Regions from separate parts of the Oryctolagus cuniculus genome. Here region 2 is linked to region 1. A link is a contact called in public Micro-C data. All regions are on one chromosome and are shown on one strand. Each heading gives the region's core, a stretch centred on a gene start, on an enhancer-like site or on the middle of the called end of the contact. The rest is flanking DNA. Distances are from core to core; before and after follow the strand shown.

Region 1 (6,585 bases), core at 1,745-4,244:
GCTGCCAACCAGGGAGTGAACCAGTAGATGGAAGATCTCTCTCTCTGCCTCTCCTCTCTCTGTGTAACTCTGACTTTCAAATAAATAAATAAATCTTTAAAAAAAGAAAAAAGAAGCAAGAAATCAGACACCCAGTGTGTTTAAAGCTCTGCTGGTCACTTCTAAGAAAACAATCACACCAACAAATCCAGAGCCCACGATGCGTCATAGCAGGTCAAGCCTCCACCTGCAAGGCAGGCATCCTATATGGGTGCCGAATTTGAGACTCGGCTGCTCCACTTCAGATCCAGCTCCCGGCTAATGCACATGGAAAAGCAGAAGATGGCGCAAGTGTTTGGGCCCCTGCACACAGGTGGGAGCCCAGGAGGAAGCTCCTAGTTTGTGCCTGGTCCAAGCCTGCCCGTTGCTGCCATTTAGGGAGTGAACCAATGAATGGAAGACCTCTCTCTCCCTCCCTCTCTGTAACTCTGCCTTTCAAGTAAATAAAAAATTACGCTTTAAAACACACACGCAAACAAATCCAAAGGCTAAGGTACAAAACTGGAGAAATTTTTTAAAAATTGATATAAAAGCTCAAATAAAAATATACTACTCCTTGCTAATAATACATTAACATAAAAACCACTGCAGAAAACTGTGATAAGACATTATGAGAGGAAAACACAAACAACAACCATTAAAAGGAAAAAAAAGACAAAGGCGGCTTTGAGAGAAAGCAAGCACAGCTAAAAAAAAAAGCTAATCCTGAAAAAAATTCTGTTCCAAACATTAAATTTTAAAACTTTTATAATAACACACAGTCCATTTGGGAGACCTACAAAATCTCATCTTTTAAAAAAAAAATCACCATTTTAATATTACTTCAACTAGACATTTCTTTTAAAAACCTGTACTCTTGGAAAAGTCCATCATAATAATTAGAACAACTTGCCTCACTATCAAGAAATGCTCCATTTAAAAGTAGGCCAACAATAGGACTCTGCTATTGCACAACAGAGAAAGTAAATGAAATAATATCTATTAACATGCAGCGTCCATGGCAAGTTTCTCCATCTCCCAGGACATACCGTGACTTACAATGTCTTCCCTGAACCAGCTACCACTTCTCCATCCATGCAGTAGCTCAAATAAAGAGAGTTCCTGTGTTAATCCCACAATAAACCTCAGTAATTCTCACATCACAGGAGTTGTAAACGTTTGTTGACAGAAAAAGAATGTTTTTCCCAAAATAGCTACATAACACGAAGACTACTAGAATTCCTAAATAATCCTTCGACAAGACTCCTGCCAACTTTATTTTGATAGGTTAAACATGTGGAGACTATTTTAAAGGCTCTTTAACAGTGACTTTATCCAAACAGCTTCTAGCTTTATCCTACAGTTTTGTTTTTTTTCTAAGTTTTGGAAGACTCGAATCCCGACGACTTCTGGCTGCTACCAAACGCTTAAGGAAACACTTTTGCCAAATAGGATGGGCCAACGTCCTAGATCTGCTAAAGCTGACACGAGAGGTCACGCAACTTCAAAAAAAAAAAAAAACAAAAAACGAAGAAGTAACTATTTGCAACACTCGCTGGGTCCTTCATCTTTAAAATTACTTCAGTGTCATTTATACACCCCACGTCTAATACTACTGTCTGTAAAGAACACCAGGTTTAAAGCATTAAATAAAACGGATCGACAAAGCTGATCAGCCTCTTGTTTATGGGGACCCTGGCAGACCGGGGTCCTGACCACAGCAACTCCGCTGCTAAGAATGACATCGAAAAGGACGGGGTTGGGAAGGCCGGGAGGCTGATGAGAAGAGAGACAGGCTCAGGGCCGCCGAGGAGGAAGGGCACGGGGGGACGCCCGGAGCGGGGGCTGAACGAGGAAGTGCAGCGGGGCGCAGCGCGAGGCTCGGGCTGAGCGAGCGTCTCCCGGTCAGCCGCGCACCGGGCAGCGGCGGGCCGGGCCCGCGGAAGCCCAGCGCTTTCTCGCCAACGAGAGGCCGGCAGACTGCGGCAGAGACCGGGGAGCAGTTGACTTTCCCGGCGTTCGAGCAAACTCCTGTGCCCTCCCCGCGCCCTAAGCCGAGAGCGGAGGCGGCGGCCAGGCAAAAGGGCCTACCCAGCAGCCAGGCCCGGCATTCCGCTGCCCAGACCCGGCGGCAGAGCGGGGACAGAGGCCCCGGCCCGCAGCCCGGCGCACCCAGGAACGGCACCCGGGCCTCGGCGAGGCCGCCGGCCGTGTCCCCTCCGGCGAGGCGCCGAGCGGCCTTACCTGGGGCGAGGGAGGGAGGCGAAGTCTAGGGCTTCTCGCTCGCGCCCGCCGCCGAGCCCCCTGCTGCTCTCGGCCCAGGTTTCCAACCGAGGCACGGCCCAGCCCCAGCCGTCGCTTCGCCCTCGGGGTCTCGGCCACTGCCTCCGCCGCCTCCGGGGCTGTTTACACCGCCCAGCCCCTCACGCCGCCGCCGCCGCCGCTGCCGCCTTCTCTCCACCCTAGCGCCGCTGCCGATTCGGCCGCCGCCACCTCCTCCGCCGCAGCCTCGTCTCTCTGGAGCATCTTCCAGCCAGCGAACACTGAGAAACAGAGACTCCAGCTGCGCCGGCAGGAAACTCCCCCGCAACTGCCAGGGGGACCAGGCGGTCAGAGCACCGGCGGCTGTTCCGCCATTGAGCAGCAGCCGCTCGGCTCCTTCTGCAACCCCCTCCCCGTACCCGGTCGTCCCCGCCCCTCGGCGAGCCCCGCCCCCCCCGCGCCCGCTACTGGGACACCACGCGTCCTCTCGCGGCCTCCGGTTTGTTGAGAGGCCCGTCAATCACCGCTCCCCTCCCTATTCGGCTCACCTGGTACCTCCAGACTTAGTTTCCCCGCCTACACGGCCCCGCCTCTGAGTTCCTAATTTCCCATTGGACATCAGTGACCACATTCAATTGGCAAGACCAACTATCCATCAAACACCGCCCACTGAGTGAGACCCAACCCTTCATTACCATTGACTTCATTCAGCCCCGCCTCCGCTGCGCACCACCTCCTGGACGTCGTGGACCAGCCCACCCTACCGCCCATACGCGAGGGACTACGTCAATCAAATTACGCCCACCTGCGCCCCGCCCCGCACAGCCCGAGCCTCAACAGCTCCCTTCCCTTATTGGTCCAAACGGTGGTCCGAACTCTCAGTCATTGGCTTTGTGTGTGTGTCCGTCACTGAATCAATTTCCAAGTCCGTCACACGGACGTTTTTTAAATGAACGCGCAAAAGGCGGGGAGGTATCCGAAAGCGATTGGCTGGCCGTCAAAAACGGTCAACCCCACAAAGTATGCGGGTCCTTCCCGTTCTGCCAGAGCCGTGCCCCCTTAACTCTGACCTCTAAGCCTTGAGTTAAACAACCGCCATAAAGGACCCAACGGGCTGGCCAGTTATAGGTGTGGAGGCCTAGACCCACCCGCCATTGCAGGGGGCTGGCTACTGATTGGCTAATAAAGTCCTCCTAGGCCCCTCATTGGAGGAAATAAACGCCTCTCTTCGGCGAAGAGACGGGAAGCGACAGCACAGACGAAGCCCAGAAACGGGCTGGGAAGAGGCGGTTGTTTTGCTGCGGCCGCGGGTGGAGGGTGGGAAACGGGGAAGGCAGGGCTCTGGGGAGGTGTTGCGGGGAGGAGAAAGACCCGGATGTTTCCTAACAATGAAATCATCGCAGACCAATCAGAGCCGCTCGGCCAGGCTACCTGCCGGACCTGTCTCCGGAAGGGAAGGGAGTGGGCGGGAAATTGAGGAGCAGCCAGCTGAGAACGTGGGACAGGTGATCCTGTCAGTAGGATTTTCTGCTGCGAGGGGTTACTTTCATTTCTTATTCGCCCAAATGCCTGGCGTTCAGCCGTAGACATTTCCTTGTTTGGTTTTTTCCAGTCAGCATGGATTTAAAAGAGAACTCCTGAGCTTGGCTCTGACGTTGACTAACTCGTTCCTTTTGCTGTTAATGAACGCCTGCTGTTTGCCGGGCTGGAGATAGAAAAGTAAATTAGGCAAAGGCGGTGCAGGAGGATAGGTAATAATTGAAACCCTTCAAGGATGGTGACGGCATAAAGGATCCTAACCTGGGCATGGGTTTGCCGAGGAAAGCTCCAGAACGAATGGCAGTGGGACTCAGTAGGCAAAAGATGGAAGTGACGGTGATTTCCTCCTGCGGCCGACTTAGACTAGAAGCTGTTGCCAAGTTTGTTCCCCCAAAGAGGCATTTCAGTACTTCCCTTAGGTTATTTTTTATGCAAATGCCCTGAAAAAGGATTTAAACCTCAGTCATACCTTCTTGTAAGTTGGTCTTGGCAGACAATTTAAGCTCAGATTCAACAAAGGGCTTCTCCACTTAGGAGCTGTCTGTGTTTTGGGGAGAAGGGCAAATTTGGGAATAGACAATTGCACAGGCCCATGGTGAGGATGGCAGAAATAAAACCTAAGACTCGATTTCAATTCAGGCTGTGTTTTAACCTACTCAGGTTTGTATGAGGAAGGATGGTGCTTCTTACAGCAAGTGGAATAAACACCCAACATCAGAATCAGCTGGGGCACAAATTCTCAGATGCACTCATGCCTACAAAATCAGCGACTCGGGGATAAGGCTCAGAAAGGTAAATTTTTAAATAGTTCCCCAGATGATTTTTTATCATACTAACGTTTGAAACTCACTGGAATGGGAAAGAGGCAGCCATGAGTGGAAATTCCACTTCCCCACTTTTTATACAGTGAGAGAAAAAGTAGTATTCATCATCAATATGGGATCATACAACTGTCATGAAGTACTAACAGTATGATTTTTTTGGATATATTTCCTTAAATGGCACCTCTCTGCCTGACATAGCTCATTATAAGGGAGAGAAAATCTAGTACCTCAACTTCCAAAAATAGGAACCATGGTAAAGATCAAAAAGTGAACACCTGGGGACGCTTGTCTTTGAGACTCCAAGCAGCCACAGAAGGGTCTCAAAGCAGTTGCTTTTTATTTGTTTCAGAGTTATGTATGTATGTATTTGAAAGGCAGAGTTAGGGATACTGTCCATTTGCTGGCTTACTCCTCAAATGCCTACAACAGCCAGGGGTAGGTCAGGCTCCAAAGCCAAGAGCTGAGGAGCCCAAACTTTCACCCAGGTCTCCCATGTGGCTAGCAGAGACCCAAGTACTAGGACCAACACTTGCTGCCTCCCAGGGGGTGCAAGAGCCAGAATCAGCAGAGTCAGGACTCAAACCTAAGACACTGATGTGGAATGTACGCGTCCCAAATGGCATCTTAACCACTGTGCCAAAACCCCAAATTGGTCTTTCCGTGTAAATAACATTGACCTTGTAAAGGGAAAGAAGAGAAATATGTAGAAAAAATCAGCAGATCTCATAGTCTGGGGGCCCCCTGAGAGTCCAGAGGGCAACACTATTTTCATAACAACACTGACATTATTTGCCTGTTTGATTCTCACTCTCTCACAAGATACAGTGTAGTTTTCCAGAGGCTACAATAGCATGTGTGTGTTTAACAGACTGAATGTAAAAGCACTTATGGGAATTCAGCTATGTTCTGTTAAGCCAGCTGTTAAAGAAATTTGCATTACTAATGTTTTGTTTGTTTTGGAAAATACAGTTGTTTCATCTTAAAAAAATATTTGGGGGGGGGCGGCACTATGGCATAACAGGTTAAGCCACCTCCTGCCTCCGTTTTGGATGCTGGTTGGAGTTTCAGCTGCTCCACTTCCCATCCAGCTCCCTTTTAATATGCCTGAGGAAGCAGAAGATGTCTCAAGTCGTTGGGCCCCTGCACCCAAGTGGGAGACTCAGATAAAGCTCCTGGCTCCTGGATTCAGCCTGGCACAGCCCTGGCTGTTGCGGCCATCTGGGGAGTGAACCAGCGGGTGGAAGACTTCTTTCTCATTGTCTCTCCCTCTCTAAATCTGCATTTCAAATAAATAAATCTAAAAAAAAATTTTTGTGGGCACAAGTGAGTTTATTGTTATTTTTATGAACTAATATTTTTCTATTTAATTTTTTGGGCTTTTTATTTTTTATTTATTTTTTTGACAGGCAGAGTGGACAGTGAGAGAGAGAGACAGAGATAAAGGTCTTCCTTTGCCGTTGGTTCACCCCCCAATGGCTGCTGCGGCCGGCGCGCTGCAGTCGGCGCACCGCGCTGATCCAAAGCCAGGAGCCAGGTGTCTGCGGGTGCAGGGCCCAAGCACTTGGGCCATCCTCCACTGCACACCCAGTTCACAGCAGAGAGCTGGACTGGAAGAGGAGCAACCGGGACAGAATCCGGTGCCCCAACCGGGACTAGAACCCGGGTTGCCGGTGCTGCAGGCGAAGGATTAGCTTATTGAGCTGCAGTGCCGGCCTAATTTTTTTTTTTTAATTCATTTATTTATTTGAAAGGCCGAGTTTACAGAGAGAGAAAGATCTTCCATCTGCTGGTTCACTCCCCAAATGGCCCCAACGGCCGGAGCTGAGCCCATCCAAAGCCAGGAGCCAGGATCTTCTTCCAGGTCTCCACATGGGTGCAGGGACCCAAGGACTTGGGCCATCTTCTTCTGCTTTTCCAGGCACATTAGTGGGAGTTGGATCAG
Region 2 (6,585 bases), core at 1,141-3,640, 98 kb after region 1:
AATTCATGTTTCATATTTCACGTATCCATGAAAAATTAAAACTTCTCGTTGTTTTCTCTCCATTTGCTCTTTCCTGTGGTTAGGATAGAAGGGAATTATCATCGGGTTCAGCACAAAAGGCACTTGCAAAGGCAATAGGCGGATCTAGGGCCACTTTCTTCTTCCGGTTCACATATCTGTTCCTACTCATAGATGCATGAAACACCAAGCTGCATCACCTGGGACGGTTACAGGGAGTGCTCTGTAGCCCCGGACTTCCTTGCTGGAGTCCTGTGGTTCTTGTTGATTGGCCCCAAATCCCTGACCTTGAGGGCGCCAGCTGGACCCCCTAACCCACGCGAGAGGCTCCCCCTCTCTCCTTCAGCCTCCCGAGTACCTGTAGCTGTAGCATGGGGGTTCTGTTTTATCCCCAGCTCTGTCAGTTTCCAGGCTGCCCTCCTCATTGCTCCTATGCAAACGCCAGAGCCAAGGGCTGGAATGCTTTTGCAAGCCATTAGCCTGGACTTCTCCCCTTCCTTTGTGAAGCCTGTCTCATCCTCCTCTCACTCTCTGCTTTACAGAAGAAGCAACCCCCCCACCCACCCCAGGTGCATGGAGCCACACTCCACTCAAGTCCCAGAGACGCAGGAACCACATCTCCTTCCGTTTGCTGAGCTGTACCGCCCGTCTGAGTGGACACAGACCAGGGGATCCAGGAAATGGTCATTGAATAGAATGGAATTCAATTTTCCTTGTCTTCTCTCTGTGTGACAACCATCTAGCTCTTCAGGCTGGCAGGATCCCTCCAGGGGACTGAGGATGAGAGGGACAGGGACTTTCTCTGCGGAAGTGGTTGCAACGCAGGATGACATGGGAGGTGTGGAGGGGAGAGGAATAGGCACTTCACAAAGTTGGAGGCTCATTTGTTCTTTGTTTATTTTAACAATGTGTTTATTTGGGCAGAGTGACAGATAGCCCCAACAGGGAGAGAGGCAGAGAGGGGGAGAGGGGGATCAAGATCTTCCATCCACTGGTTCAATCATTCAAATGGTTGCAATAACCAAGAGCCTGGAACTCCATCCTGGTCTCCCACATGGGTGCAGGGGCCCAAGCACTTGGACAATCCTCCACTGTTTTGCCAGGTGCATTAGCAGGCAGCTGGATGGAAGCGGAGCAGCCAGGTCCCGAACCCTGGGCTCATATGGGATGCAGGCATAGCAGGCAGTGGCTGCACCCACTACACCCACCACAACACTAGCCCCAGAGGCCCATTTTTTTTAAAAAAAGAATTATTTTATTTATTTGAAAGACAAAGTTATAGAGAGGCAGAGCCAGAGAGAGAGATCTTCCATTCCGCTGGTTCACTCCCCAAATGACCACAATGGCCAGAGCTGAGCCGATCCGAAGCCAGGAGCCAGGAGCTTCCTTCAGGTCTCCCACGAAGGTGCAGGGGCCCAAGGACTTGGGCCATCCTGGGATTTTAACCCACCGCGCTGCGAAGTGTCCGGCGCGTAACAAATCTTCCCAAGCAGGCAAATCAGTTAATCCACAGGCTTTTACTGGGGTTCCGCTCCCGGGCGACGTTCACTGGTCCCAACAGAGCAACAAAGCAGGGGCCGGAGAAGTCGCGCATCAGAGACTGGGAGAGCTCCTTTTATAGATTCAGGGCATGGGAGTTAAAGGTTGAGGCAGGTCTGATCCTCATTGGTTGACCTTTAGGCACCCGCAGGGACCTTGACAAGGACTTTTCTTCCCCGCAAGTACAGGTAGGGACTTCTCCATTCCCGGAAGTGTAGGCCTTCCCTCCTTGCGGATCCCAAAGCTACCATCCCGACTTTTTGATGATAGGAAAGGGGGCAACGATGAGTCTCTCTGGGTAATTCCTGCTGACTGGGGACGTCGTCTACAGGGGCCTGCTGGGGATATCTTGGGGCTCCGCAGGGACAGCGCCGGACACCTTGCACGCGCCACAGTGCCGGCCCCGGGCTCATTTACTTTTAACATTAACCTATAGATTTTCTTTTTTACTCAGCATGAGGTGCTTCTTCTTGTAAGGGATTGTATAACTGAGGAACTTTGCTTGTTTTGCTTCTTGTGCAGTCAGGGACAAACTCCCAGCACTATCTCCCACGCGAGCCCTGTGTTTTCCCTCTTCTGCTCAAATGAGGCAGGGTACAGAGATAACGGAGTGAGCTGGACCATTTTTCCTCTCAGCCCTTCATCTGGATGGGTGCTGGCTGCGGTTATCATGACAAGGCCTGCACAGGAGACCTGTGCCTTTCAGATCTTTCAGATGCGACTCTTGGGCGAGGCCCCCACCCCCATCCCAGCAACTTCCCAAGTCCCAGTGCTGTCCTGCTTAGTCCTATAAAATTACGGGGGAAGGGGCCAGGAGCTGCGATGCCTCTCAGACACCGTGGTGGTATCGAGCCTTGCCCTTTCCCCAGTAAACACGACTCTCATTCTGGCCCCAGAACTAAAGGGACCCCGCTCCTCCCCCCCCCAACCCAAAGAGCCCATACATAGCCCGCAGCAACGCGCACATTTGCCATCTACTCAAGATGAAACTCCCAAGTGTTCACAAATAAGTACTCCCCGCAGCAAAACCTCTTTGTCCAGAAGGACATCATACTTGTCCGGACGCCCACTGGGAGGGCCTTTTGCCAAAACGAATGGGGAATCATTGGCCCGATTAACATCCTGTGAGCTTAGATCTAAAAATGACCCGGAGCCGGGTAAACAAGGTGACGTCAGCGCGCGGGGCAGGGCGCGGCTCTCCACTGCCCCCTGGAGGACACTGTGCGTAGCGGCGCGGCGCTCGCGGCCCCGGCCCAGCGGACCCGGGACCTCCGGGGAGGGCGCGGGACAGACGCGGGGACGCGCGAGGAACACCCACAGGAGTGCGCGGAGCGGGACTAAGCTCCCCCGCGACCTCAGCTGGGGAATGGAGAGGTCTGTGCGGCCCAGGCCGCGGACGTTATGGCATTGTCTCTCCCTGCGGCCGTGGTGCTTTTGTAAAAGGAGTCAGGGACCACGCACTCAGGGTAGGGACGCGCACGGCGAAAACCGTGTGGGGACAGGATCTCCACGGCTGGACACCTCGGCCAGAATCGGTCCCGGTCCCTGGAGGACTAGACCACCCCCAGAGGGCGGCCGCATGTTCTGCCACGCGCGGGGCCGTGGGGACTTGCACGCACCCAGTGCGTGCCCCATAGCCGGAAACCGAGGGTTGACTTTTAACCTGAAACGAACAGAAACAAACCCGGACGCACCCTGCTTTCCAAAGAGTCCGTTTTTGCAGCGCTACCGGGTGTCTCAGAGCTCAGGGACGTTTGTCTGCCTTGCTGATGGGTCCGACCTCAGCGAGGCCGGCAGCGCCCGCTGGACTCCGGGGCCAGGGTCTGACCCTGGCTACTCTGCGTGCCTCCCCTCTTGGAGAGCTCCCTGGGTGAGGCGCGCTCTGCTCGCGGCCCAGGGTGGGATGTTCAAGAGGCCCCACTGGAAGCTTCTGCCTGTGATCTATGGGCTCACGGTCCATGGCCGAGGATGTGTTTACCCAGTGCTACAGCAGGCCGGGAGCAAAGAACTGCGGACAACTTATTTGTGGTGAAAACAGTGGTCTAAGTGCAGAAGAGTCATTTGAAAGGCAGAATGACAAAGAGAGATCTTCCATTCACTGGCTCCCCACGGGGCGCCAACAGGTGGGGGTCTGGGCCAGGCTGAAGCCAGGAGCCAGGAGTTCCATCCAGGTCTCCCACGTGGGTGGCAGGGGCCCAAGCACTCCCCCCCGGGGGGGGGGGGCACCAGCAGGCAGCTGTGTGGGAAGTGGAGTAGCGGGAATAGGACCAGGCTGACTCGCGGGGGCCAGGAAACGTCCCCGCCATCATTCACACGGGATGCCGACACACACCTCTGTCCTGTCTTGCATGGTGTGTGTGTGTGTGTGTGTGATGTGTGTGGTGTGTGCAGCTAGGCTGTGTCCCCAAGTCTCCGCGGCTCACTACAACAGAGGCTATGTTCTGTTCACACCAACTGTCCCACACAGGGCAACAGGGGGCTGGTGCGCCTGTCACTCAGCGGCCCTGGCTGACAGAGCAGCTGCTGTCGGAGCTGCGTCCTCCGAGTGCACAGCTCTGGAGGGTCGGGCACAAGTGATGGGGGGGGGGGTCACCTGTTCTCACACCTTCCCCTCCAGCACTGGTCTCCTGTCCCCACCCAACTCCCTGCAGGCTACAGAATTCAGGGAAGCCGATGGAGGATGCAGGGTCTCTCAGGCCGCTCCTTGCTCTCCACGGGAGTGCCGCCTTCCCTTCCCACCGGAAGCCTCAGGGTCACGGCTGGGCCAGTGTGGCTCCAGGCACCAGTACTGACTGGGAGGCCCTGCTTTCAAGGCCCAAGAATTCTCACAGGAGGCAGTCACATATTTCAGAACCCCCATTTCCCTCCTTAAAAGCCTTAAATGACTTCTCATTGTGCTCCGGAGGAGGGTTGAACCTCTTGATCCAGGATTACCTCTCCAGCCTCTCCCTCAAAGCCCAGCTCCCCTTCCTCAAGTTAAGCCAGATTAAATGTGCAGTTCTTTGTTGGCTCACTCAGCTTGCGCCAGACACGCCGCGTGCCAGGTGCTGCGCTCACAATGGCCAGTGACACAGCCTCTGCCCCGCCTCCTGAAGCAGGTGCCGGGTTAGGAGTTCCCGTGGGGGAGGGGGCGACGTTAATTAGAGAAGCTCTCAAGTAAGGGTACAAATATATAGCAGGTATATGATTGACATTTTTTTTTTTGACAGGCAGAGTGGACAGTGAGAGAGAGAGACAGAGAGAAAGGTCTTCCTTTGCTGTTGGTTCACCCTCCAATGGCCGCCGCGGCCGGCGCGCTGCGGCCGGCGCACCGCGCTGATCCGATGGCAGGAGCCAGGTGCTTTTCCTGGTCTCCCATGGGGTACAGGGCCCAAGCACTTGGGCCATCCTCCACTGCACTCCCTGGCCACAGCAGAGAGCTGGCCTGGAAGAGGGGCAACTGGGACAGAATCCGGCGCCCCGACCGGGACTAGAACCCGGTGTGCCGATGCCGCTAGGTGGAGGATTAGCCCAGTGAGCCGCGGCGCCGGCCTATGATTGACATTTTTTAAAATTTTATTTCTTTGAGAGAGAGAGAGAGCACTCTGAACCCCAAATGCCCCAGCCAAGGCTGGGCCTGGCCACAGCCCAGGAGTTGGGAACTCAGTCTGGGTCTTGTATGTGGGTAAGACATTTTAAAAACTCCACCAGAGAAGCCGGCACTGTGGCGCAGCAGGTTAAAGCCCTAGCCTGAAGCGCTAGCATCCCATATGGGCGCTGGTTCAAGTCCCGGCTGCTCCTCTTCCAATCCAGCTCTCTGCTATGGCCTGGGCAAACAGTGGAAGATGGCCCAAGTCCTTGGGCCCCTGCACCCACGTGGGAGACCCAGAAGAAGCTCCTGGCTTCGGATAGGTGCAGCTCCGGCCATTGTGGCCATTTAGGGGAGTGAACCAGCCGATAGAAGACCTCTCTCTGTGTCTCTACCTCTCTCTGTAACTCTTTCAAATAAATAAAATAAATCTTTAAAAACTCTACCAGAATCCAGCTTTCATGGCAAGCCCAGAGGTTCCATCTTGGTTCCAGGGTCTCACTGTCTGGGTCCTTGTTGTTGATGTGGGTAAGCACGGGGCATTCGGTTTTTGCTCCAGGCTCTTGTCATGCACGGAGGCCAGAATTCTAAGTGCTGACATATATAAGGTGAATTGTAATCAGAAGGTGAGAAAGCGAACACACACACACACACACACACACACACATGAGCATAGGTTGCCCCACACAGAGAGATACCCGTCACGAGGGGAGAGTGGGGCAGAAGAAATTTGCCCAGAAGGAGAAGGGAGATAGAGAGGGCACCTGGCAGCCTCTCCAGCCACAGTCTGCAGACAAGAGAGAGCCCCCCCCCCCGTTGTTGGCATGAAACCACCCCAACAAGTACAGGGCACCTTCACAAGCTCCACGTGGCGCTCAGGATCCATATTTTCATGGCGTCTTCCCCCCAGCTCCCGGATGAAGCGGATGCCTCCTGGGAAAGGGAGTTTAGATTGACAAGGAGGATAGGGTTACCAGTGGTGGGGGTGGAGTGGTGGTGGTGGGTGCTGCCCTGCTGGTACCTCCAGCTCACCAGACCTGCCTCGCTGCCTGCCCAGCCCCTGTCGTGGTGACCCCGTTCCCAGAGACAGACTTGGGCTCCCTTCCGCACGTCATCTCATGTCCGCACTGACTGCAACCCAGGTGCCCAGTTCCATCCCACCTGGTCCCTCCTTTACTGCCTTGTAATTAAGATGCTGTAGCCCAGAGAGAGAGCTCTGAGGAAGGTATAGCAGGTAAAGATCTGAAGGAGAAGAAATCAGGCAGGAGAAGAGCCAAGGACAGGGGTTTCAGGCGTGGGGTGGGGTGCAGCAGGTGTGGTGGCACAGTGGGTTAAGCAGACGTTTGGGACAATGGCATCCCATGCCAGGGTGCTGGTGTGAGTCCTGGCTGCTCTGCTTCCAATCCAGCTCCCTGTGAATGCACCCGGGAAGCAGCAGATGATGGCCCAAGTATTTGAGT

What was found. A called contact is a pair of places that touch in the nucleus more often than the background predicts.
Region 2: a contact with region 1 is called in a Micro-C map of ear pinna, with 4 times the contacts expected there. The contact joins the enhancer-like site here to the promoter of PPM1B in region 1. A contact is called at or near these places in 3 of 6 Hi-C or Micro-C datasets (ear pinna, psoas muscle and an unstated tissue).

What each region holds. Positions count from the first base shown.
Region 1 is chr2:158,590,533-158,597,117 of mOryCun1.1, forward strand. PPM1B (protein phosphatase, Mg2+/Mn2+ dependent 1B) reads right to left here and starts at 2,995. Exons shown (of 7, transcript XM_051842958.2): 1 at 2,976-2,995.
Region 2 is chr2:158,689,336-158,695,920 of mOryCun1.1, forward strand. No RefSeq gene overlaps it. Among named protein-coding and RNA genes, the nearest start is that of LRPPRC, 86 kb to the right of the region's middle. Within about 2 kb of position 2,391, at least 3 of the 8 cell types and tissues checked have an H3K27ac peak or open chromatin away from gene starts, as enhancers often do.